3 separate regions of the Mus musculus genome follow, and regions 2 and 3 are each linked to region 1. A link is a contact called in public Hi-C and promoter capture Hi-C data. All regions are on one chromosome and are shown on one strand. Each heading gives the region's core, a stretch centred on a gene start, on an enhancer-like site or on the middle of the called end of the contact. The rest is flanking DNA. Distances are from core to core; before and after follow the strand shown. Region 1 overlaps Sptb (spectrin beta, erythrocytic). Region 2 holds the start of Sptb (spectrin beta, erythrocytic). Region 3 has its middle 27 kb from the start of Gm40445.

Region 1 (2,700 bases), core at 70-2,569:
CAGTCTCTCACTAGACCTGAAGCATGCGGTTTTGGTGAGGCCAGCTGGCTGGCAGTGCCAGCTGCCTGTCTCTACCCCACTCCACCCCCATGCTGGGAATACAATCGCAGGTAGCCATGGCTGGTTTTTATGTGAGTGTTAGAGGTCTGAATTCTGGTCCTCTTACTCACAGAGTGAGCTCTGTCCGTTATCCACTCACCTCTGCAAATGCGTTTCCTGCTTATGATGCCAACCACTCACAGTGGGTTCATCAGGTTCTAACCCTGCCACAAGTCAGAGACATTCTTTATACAGTTTCCCCAGAGTTTTAGAAATGTTGGAAATACCTAAAAAGCTCACATTATTAACTTCAAGAATGCTTCAGGACAGTCCCTAGCTTCTCTAGAAGAAGTATGAAAATGCCCAGGGCCACATTCAAAGTGCCCTAGGGCCTGAAAGCAAAACAAAAACAAAAGAGGTCTGGTGAAAAGAGAAAGGAAGCAAGGGGAGAGAGGGGCAGACTCCAGGAGGGACTTCCCCCGGCAATACACAGTGACATCCACCTTCAGGCACAATGCTGCTATGAAACTGGGAAACATACGGAGGTCTGACAAACGTGCTGGAGTCTCCCGTTAGTCTGCAACATCCAATAAACCTCTTTAGAAGAGTTGCCTGTCAGCCAGGGCAGACCACTGGGGACACCTCCCTCCGGGCCAAGCTTACCCATTGCTCACCGGTTGAAAACAGCACACTTGTAAACTGAATGCTTGTGTGGTGGCTTGAATGAGAACCCCCCCCCCAACACACACACATACTCCCCCACCCCCCACCCCCAGCTCAGGTATCTGAACACTTGGTTCCCAGTTGGTGGCACCGTCTGGGAGGAGTTATGGAACCTCTCAGAGGCGGACAGAGCCTTGTTTGAGGAAGTACATCACTTTGGACAGACTTCCCGTTCACTCTTTCTGCTTTGTGCTCAGGGTTTAGAATATGAGCTCCCAGTTTCCCGTTCCTGCTGCTGTGCCTTCTGCTTCCCACTAGACCCAAATCAGCACTTCCTTTTCTAAATTGCCTTGGTCATGGTGTTCTGTCACCACAGTAGAAAAGTAACGGATACAGAGGTTGGTAGCAGAGATTGGCTGCTGCTCTGAAGAACCTAACCATGTTGGGGTTTTTTTGTTTGATGGAACATGAAAAGACTTTGGAATTTAGGACTAGAAAAGCAGTTGGATGTTGTTAGAGTCTAACAAGCCATTTTAGTAGGAGCCTGGAAGACAGCAGAGCTGAGAGCCACCCGGACTACAGAGGTCCAGCCCAAGAGGTTTCAGAGGAAAGCAAGGGCAGCAACCGCATCGGGCTTACAGACCGTTCCTGTATTATTTTGGCAAATGCCCAAGCCGTAAGAACTTCCCTGAGGCTAAATTTAAAAGTAATGACCTAATTTCTTCGATGAAGGAAACGCCAAGACTAGATGTCTGCTCAGCCTGTGGCCTAGGCATTACTGATAGTCCTAGGCAGGTCTGCAACGAAAGAGAGCAAGTGGGGCAGAAAGAAATACAAAATGTATGGTTTAGAGGGAAAGGAGCACCAGTAGGCTTAATGTTCTAAACAGGGCAGCGCTGGAAGGGGTTGCTAAGGAGACTGGCGCCATAAAGAGAGGCTTTGCTGCACTGGAGTAGGAAAAAGGCAGCCTCAGGGCAAGACCCCACCCAGCTGAATTCCCAACTGGTGAAGAGAGCTGAAAGAAATGTGTGTGTGTGTGTGTGTGTGTGTGTGTGTTGTTTGTTTGCTTGTTTTGGCTCCTAGAAAGCCACTGCTAAACTGGGCGCTGGTTGTGCTTGCCTTTAATCCCAGCACTCAGAAGGCAGAGGCAGGCAGATCTCTGAGTTCAAGGCCAGCCTGGTTTCTACAGAGTGTGTTACACAACAGTCAGGGCTACACACAAAGAAAATCTGTGTCAAAAAACCACACACACACACACACACGCACGCACGCACGCACGCACGCACGCACGCACGCTTAAACAGCAGGCATCAGCCCATTCCAACTGGTAGCCTAACTTGGCAGTGCCATCATGTGGCACTGACTTTAGAGACACAAAGAAGGCAAGAAGGAAAGATTCGTGGATTCTCCCTCCACTGTATCAAAGAGCGGCTGACACCAGGCCCCTATGACAGGGGAAGCCCTACATGGCCGCCCTGAGAAGACAAGCTTAAGAGGTCATTACATGAAGCTGTGAAAACGAAGCCTGGGTTGCAGTGGAAACCCCAAGATGGTGGAGATGCCAAGAGCTACACACAGGAAGTGGAACCAGCCTAAGGGAGAGAAGCACGCTGCAGAGCAGGGCTGGAGGGATGGCGCCTAAAGCCCCTAAGCTCTCTGAGACTGGACATCGAGCTATAGGATTTGGAGTTCGCCCTGCTGGGTTTCGCTTTGATCCAGCATTTCTTCACTGTGCCCTTTTGGGATAGAGATGTATATTCTGTGCCATTACATGTTGGAATTATAGAATTTGATTTTTGTTTTGTCAGGGGTTACGCTTAAGAGTTTGCCTTGAGTCTCAGAAGAGACTGTGAACTTTAAAACAGCACTGAAACTCAGGGGCGATGGGGGCTTTTGAAGTGGGACCGAATGCATTTCATACTAGGATAAGGCACGAGTCTCTGGGGTCATGGAGTGGGATGTGGTGGTCTGAGTGAGAACTGTCCCGCATATGCTTGG
Region 2 (2,700 bases), core at 6-2,505, 95 kb after region 1:
AGCTTGGAGATAAGGAACTCAAAGGGAAAAGGTGGGGGTCCTTGAAGTATAGTCCTGGGACACTTGATCTCTCCCTTCTCAGTCTACACTGGGCCACTCTGCACGTCCTGCCTGACATCCTGAGGCCCGGCCCCCTCTGCTGCCCTGAACTGTCCTCCCAGCCTTGGCACTGGGCAGCCCTGGAGCGCGCTAGCCAAGTTCCAGAAGAGGATCCGACACGCCCGGGGGTTTGAGAAACCAGGCAGCAGGAGGCACAGACGCGGACAGTCCTTAGACCGACGACAGGCAGCCCCCCCCCCCAACTTTGCTCCCAGGCGAGGGTCCTGGGGGAGGCGGCCAAGAGCACAAACCCCCCAAACCCACTCCCCGTGCCCCACGGCGACACTCTACTAGCTGGCTTCCCAAAGCTAGCGCCCTGCTCGCCCAGCGCCTGCGAAACCCACGCGGGTTCCCGCGTCCCGGGGTGACGACTGCCGCAGCCGCCAGGGCCTCCTGGGCTCCTCACCCCTCCCGCCCCGTGCTAGGCACCCGGGGCCAGGCCCCCACCGGGCTGTCGCGTCACCCGCCCCCTGGGCCCCGCACTCCCCGGCGCTGGCTCCGGGGCACCCAGCTCCCTCCCGTCGCGCGGCCCTCGGGGACTCACCTGCGCTGGGGCTGAAGCGGCGGCTACCCCGAGCCCGGGGGCGGCGGCGCAGGGGGAGGAGGGCAGCACGGGGCTCCTGGCACAGTGGCCGCCGGGCGCCTGGTGCAGCGGAGCCGCGGACCCGCCCAGAGATATAAATAACATTATCTGAGGAGGGACATTCCTGCCGGGGGACATCGCTGCTGCCGGGACCAGATAGTCCCGCGGCGGGGGCGGGGAGGCGGGGCTGCAGCCTCCCGCAGCGCCAGGCCCGCCTTCCCCACCCACTCCTGCACCTGCCAATCAGACTGCGCGCCCGGGGGCACCTGCCTAGCCGCTAGCGCCGCCGCCGCTGGGACCTGGGACGCCAGGGTCCTCTCTCACCTCCCCTGATCCCGCACACACAGAGCCCCTTGCCACGGGAAGAGGACTCGACTCTGCTGCTCCGGCCTAATTTGTGTGCCCGGAGCCGCAAGCTGGCGGCGAAAAGGAGTCCTCCCAGCCTTTCCCGCCTAGCGTCCCTGCAGACTACGATCTGGTTTTGAAAAAACATCTAAAGACCCGTTTAGGCCATAGGGTGGGTGAGGAGGGCGCCCCGGCTGTAATGCCCCTCCGGAGATAGGCTGGAAGGGACAGATTGTTCCCGCGGGCGGGTTACGTTAGAAAGCGCGCTCCCGGCCGGCTACAACCGGCTGGTAGTAGGAGCAGACGCTGGGAGCACAGGGGGTGGGCACTGGGCCGAGGCCCCCGCCCCCAGCCTGCGGGCTGGAGGCCGCGGCTCCTGCTTGTAAGCAAGGTACTGTCCCGGAGAACCCGGCTGTGCTGGTTGGTGGCGCTCAGCCTACAGTTGCATATTGCAGGGTCCATAATCAACAGGCAAGCCAGCATACCAGCCCACCTGCACCATCCTGTGAGCCCGGGTCTCCGGGCAAGACCCTGCTTTCTCACTGCAAGCTTTGGTAGGGTGGTGTACAGCAGGCCAGAGGAGATGCTAGAACCAAGGGTGTCAAGTACATCTGCGACTAGGGAGGGTGACACACGGACGAACACGGGCGGCTTGCAAGGCAGGCTATTTCCTTGACTTTTTAACAATACAAGGTCATCGCTCTGTAATGTTGGTTGCGTGCCTTGCTGTACCTTTCCTTGTTTTATTTTTATGGGGGGGGGGGAGGGGCGGCCCTCCATACGCTGTGCCTGGGATGGTCTCTCACAGACTATCAACCCGGGTAATCGCAAGTGTAATGGAGACACCAGTGGCGATTAAAAAGAGCATAGATGCAGAAGGGAGCTTTAACTTTGATGCTCCCCGGAATTCTTAACAGGAAACAGCCTTTCTCTTGACTTGTTTGCTTGAGTGTATAATTACGCTGTTTTCTAGGATTCATGAGCAAAGTGTGTTGAGTTGCCAGATGTTCAAGCTTAGTATTGGGTATTAAAGGTACGCAAAAGATATTTCACTGCCTGCTGCCGTCACACTTCTTTTGAGAGTAGGTATTTGGACAGTAAAAATGCTAATTGGGACAAAATCCACAGGTATTAAAAAGCCATAGAACTCTTCCCTCCCCTTTTGCCTGAGTTCTTATTACATACTAATTTCCCAAATGGCATCAGTATTACAAGGAAAATGACACACCGGCCTGGGCTATCCTAGAGGTTAACAGCGACCTCCCACCTCCTTCCCCCACTCAGACCATCTAGCAATTCTCTGTAGTGAGCAAGAGCTGTAGATCTTAAGCAAAGCACACATTTAGCACTCCAAAGGCCCTGGGACTCCCCAATATCCTCCAGCACCACCCCAAACCATTTGCTTTGCTTGTTGTTGAGTTCAAAATCATCTTTTTAGGAACTAATTCCTGGCAAAAACAAAAAACAGGCCAACTTCAAAAGCTGAGACTTAGATATCACAAGTAGAAATCCTTGATCTATTTTTGAAAGAAAAAGGGAGGGTTGGAATTATGTATTTATGTGTTTTAAACCGTGTGTGAATAAACTTATTAAATAAATTCATGAATCCCAGAATTGCAGCTTTGCAGCTACGTAATTATATATTAGAGGAAACAGATAATTCTTAGCTATAG
Region 3 (2,700 bases), core at 103-2,602, 120 kb before region 1:
CTGGCCTGATGGATTTCAGATCTCAAGATTTCTGGATTTCTAGACATTTTCCTTTTTCAGTCAACTGTACTTTCCCCCAGGATTCCCTCGTGAAATGAAAATCCACATTACAACCTAGATAGCAGCAAAAAGAAAGGACCTACAGCATGGCTGGGAATGCCAGCAACAGAGATACCCAGAGCCCAGAGCCTAGGGGACCGGGAGGGCACAGGTTCCAGCAGCTGTTGGGCTTTTCAGGAACTGTTTGTGGGGAGATAACTCTGCACAGGTATGGAGACCAACATCCTAGGCAGGGCACATAGACAAGTTTCCCTCAGCCATCTTGGAGGGAGGGAAGGGGTTAAAGCTTTGCAGACAGAGAGCAGGAAGGAGGTTAGTGAGCTACAGTCTGCTGTTACAGCCAAGGAAACTGAGGTCCAACAGAACAAGTGAAATCAAGCCGACAAGCACAAGGTGGCATCCGGACTGCCAGGGCATTGTGCAAATGGGTTCTTTTTTCAATCAGCAAGCCAAGTATCTCAAAAGAGATAATCTAACTGGCCCATCCTCTTTGGAGCAAGGACCGCAGACCCAGCTCTGTTAAGTGCACCACAGGCTATAGTAACCGTGTAGATGAGAGGTGTTCTGGTAGCTTTTGTAGGATGCATGAATGATGTGTGTTTGTTCCCCAGGCTTGCCCTGGTATAAAGGTGCTGGGGATCAGAGAGCCTGGAGAGATGGAGAGATAGCTCCCGGGGTTGAGAGAACCTGTTGTTCTTGCAGAGAACTAGGACTCATTTCCCAGCACCTACACTGTAACTCAAACCGTCCTTAGCTCTGGTTCCAGGAATCCGATGCTGGCTTCTGACCTCTATGGACACTGCATACGCATGGTAAACATGCAAAAACCTCAAACACTTAAAAAACAAACAAACAAACTCTGGGGTTCGGGTTAAGATGAGTGCTTCCGGCCGGGTGGTGGTTCATGTCTTTAATCCCAGCACTCAGAGGCAGGGTATCTCTGAGTTTGAGGCCAGCCTGGTCTACAGAGTGACTTCCGGGACAGCCAGAGCTACATAGAGAAACCCTCTCTTGACTCTCTTGAGGTGGGGATGGGAATGAGGGCTGGGGAGCAGGAAGGTGTGAGGGGTGGAGGTGGGGAGTGAGCTGTCCCCGTCTGGTTATCGGTTTACCCTGATATGCTCTTAATCTTGGTCCGGATAACCTGCTTCCAGCCCGCCTCTCTTTCGGGAGCTAAATGATGCTCTCTTTAGATTGAGGGTTTTAAATTCTTGTTTCTGTAAGGATTTCCGAGCACGTATTTAGCTCCCCCGCTTCTTTCTTCATGTCCTCTAGGGGGCAGAAGTGAGCCGCTTGTCCATTCTTTGGGACTGATCCTTCAGACTTCTCCAAACTTTTATAAGAAAGCAAATGCCCAGGGGGCGACCAGAAAGGCAGATAGTGAGTATGCTTTCTCTTTAGATTGAAATATGATCTCGGGCCAGCAAGATGGCTCAGAGGGTAAAGGCTCCTGCTGCCAAGCCTGACTAACCTGGGCTTGTTGGCACGAGCGTGCCGCACTCCCCTCTCCACAAGATTAATAAATAAAGTATGTAAAAATTAAAACAGTATGATCTAGGGCCTATGATCTGGGGCCTGGTGTGATGTGGTGGCACAAGCCTTTAATTCCAGTCCTTAGGAGGTAAAGGTAGACAGATCTCTGTGAATTTGAGGCCAACTTGATGTACATAGTAGTTCTGGGCCAGCCAGAGCTACATAGTGACCAAGTGAGATCCTGTCTCAAAAAAATAAAAAAAAGGAGAGTTGAATGGTGGCAGTGCTTGCCTTTAATCACAAGGCTCAGGAGACAGAGGCAAATGTAGCTCTATGAGTTCCAGGTCTTCAGCAAAAGTCCCAGGACAGCCAAAGAAGGTTATACAGAGAAACCCCGTCTCAAAAACCCAAAATTACCAAAACATCACCACCACTATCATCATCATCAAGAGAAACATTCTTTGAGAGAAAATATTGGTAGGAACTGAGGCTCCAAATTCAGTCTCCAGTCTCAAACAAGTGTTGGGAGAAAGTTTTCTGCTTTTGTTGTCCCAGCAGGCTACATGAGACCCTGTCTCAAAGCAAAGAAGAAAGAAGAAGAAGAAGAAGAAGAAGAAGAAGAAGAAGAAGAAGAAGAAGAAGAAGAAGAAGAAGAAGAAGAAGAAGAAGAAGGTGGAGGAGGAGGAGGAGGAAGAGGAGGAAGAGAGGAGGAGGAGGAGAAAGAAAGAAAAAAGGAAAAAGAAAGAAAGGAAAGAAGAGAAAAGAAAAGGAAAAGAAAGGAAAGGGAAGAAAAGGGAAGAAAAAAACTTGAACATGACCTAAGGCAGTGGTTCTCAAACTGTAGGTTGGGCCCCCTTTGTAGGGTGTCAAAAGACCCTTTAAGCTGGATTCCTAGCATCCAATAAAACTGAGTGACCTTCTGCTTATCAGATATCTACATTATAATTTGTAACTAGCAAAATTACAGTTATGAAGTAGCAACAAAAATTATCTTATGGTTGGAGGTCACCACCATCTGAGGAACTGTGTTAAAGGGTTGCAGCATTAGGACACGGTTGAAAACCACTAGTCTAAGGTCTCTCTGTCAAGAAGTCAATAACCCTGAGAAAAAGTTCTCCCATTGAGGGAGCCAGGATCCCTAAGCTAAATTCTCTACACTTTGCCACT

The links. Promoter capture Hi-C pulls out the DNA fragments that hold promoters and counts their contacts. Hi-C and Micro-C count contacts between places; a contact is called where the count stands out from the background.
Region 2: a contact with region 1 is called in a promoter capture Hi-C map of hematopoietic stem and progenitor cells, with 2.3 times the contacts expected there. The contact joins the promoter of Sptb here to the enhancer-like site in region 1. A contact is called at or near these places in 9 of 39 promoter capture datasets (the 3T3-L1 cell line, embryonic stem cells, fetal liver and 5 more), 1 of 15 datasets of contacts at CTCF or cohesin (the NIH/3T3 cell line), 18 of 484 Hi-C or Micro-C datasets (3T3-L1-derived adipocytes, the AML12 cell line, the G1E-ER4 cell line and 8 more), 8 of 115 datasets of contacts at active chromatin or transcription factors (embryonic forebrain, embryonic hindbrain, embryonic stem cells and 2 more) and 3 of 9 other capture datasets (adipose tissue, liver and pancreatic islet).
Region 3: a contact with region 1 is called in a Hi-C map of bone marrow-derived macrophages, with 31 read pairs. The contact joins two enhancer-like sites. A contact is called at or near these places in 2 of 15 datasets of contacts at CTCF or cohesin (the NIH/3T3 cell line and stem cell-derived epiblast-like cells), 16 of 484 Hi-C or Micro-C datasets (B-cell progenitors, the C3H10T1/2 cell line, CD8 T cells and 9 more), 4 of 115 datasets of contacts at active chromatin or transcription factors (the HPC-7 cell line, embryonic stem cells and stem cell-derived neural progenitor cells) and 2 of 9 other capture datasets (embryonic stem cells and pancreatic islet).

The regions. Positions count from the first base shown.
Region 1 is chr12:76,614,077-76,616,776 of GRCm38.p6, forward strand. The region is part of intron 15 of Sptb (spectrin beta, erythrocytic); the gene reads right to left. Among named protein-coding and RNA genes, the nearest start is that of AI463170, 68 kb to the left of the region's middle. Within about 2 kb of position 1,320, at least 57 of the 459 cell types and tissues checked have an H3K27ac peak or open chromatin away from gene starts, as enhancers often do. A contact at or near this core is called in adipose tissue, bone marrow-derived macrophages, hematopoietic stem and progenitor cells and 1 more, where this site is marked.
Region 2 is chr12:76,709,292-76,711,991 of GRCm38.p6, forward strand. Sptb (spectrin beta, erythrocytic) reads right to left here and starts at 1,256. Exons shown (of 36, transcript NM_013675.3): 1 at 644-1,256.
Region 3 is chr12:76,495,154-76,497,853 of GRCm38.p6, forward strand. No RefSeq gene overlaps it. Among named protein-coding and RNA genes, the nearest start is that of Gm40445, 27 kb to the right of the region's middle. Within about 2 kb of position 1,353, at least 9 of the 459 cell types and tissues checked have an H3K27ac peak or open chromatin away from gene starts, as enhancers often do. A contact at or near this core is called in bone marrow-derived macrophages, where this site is marked.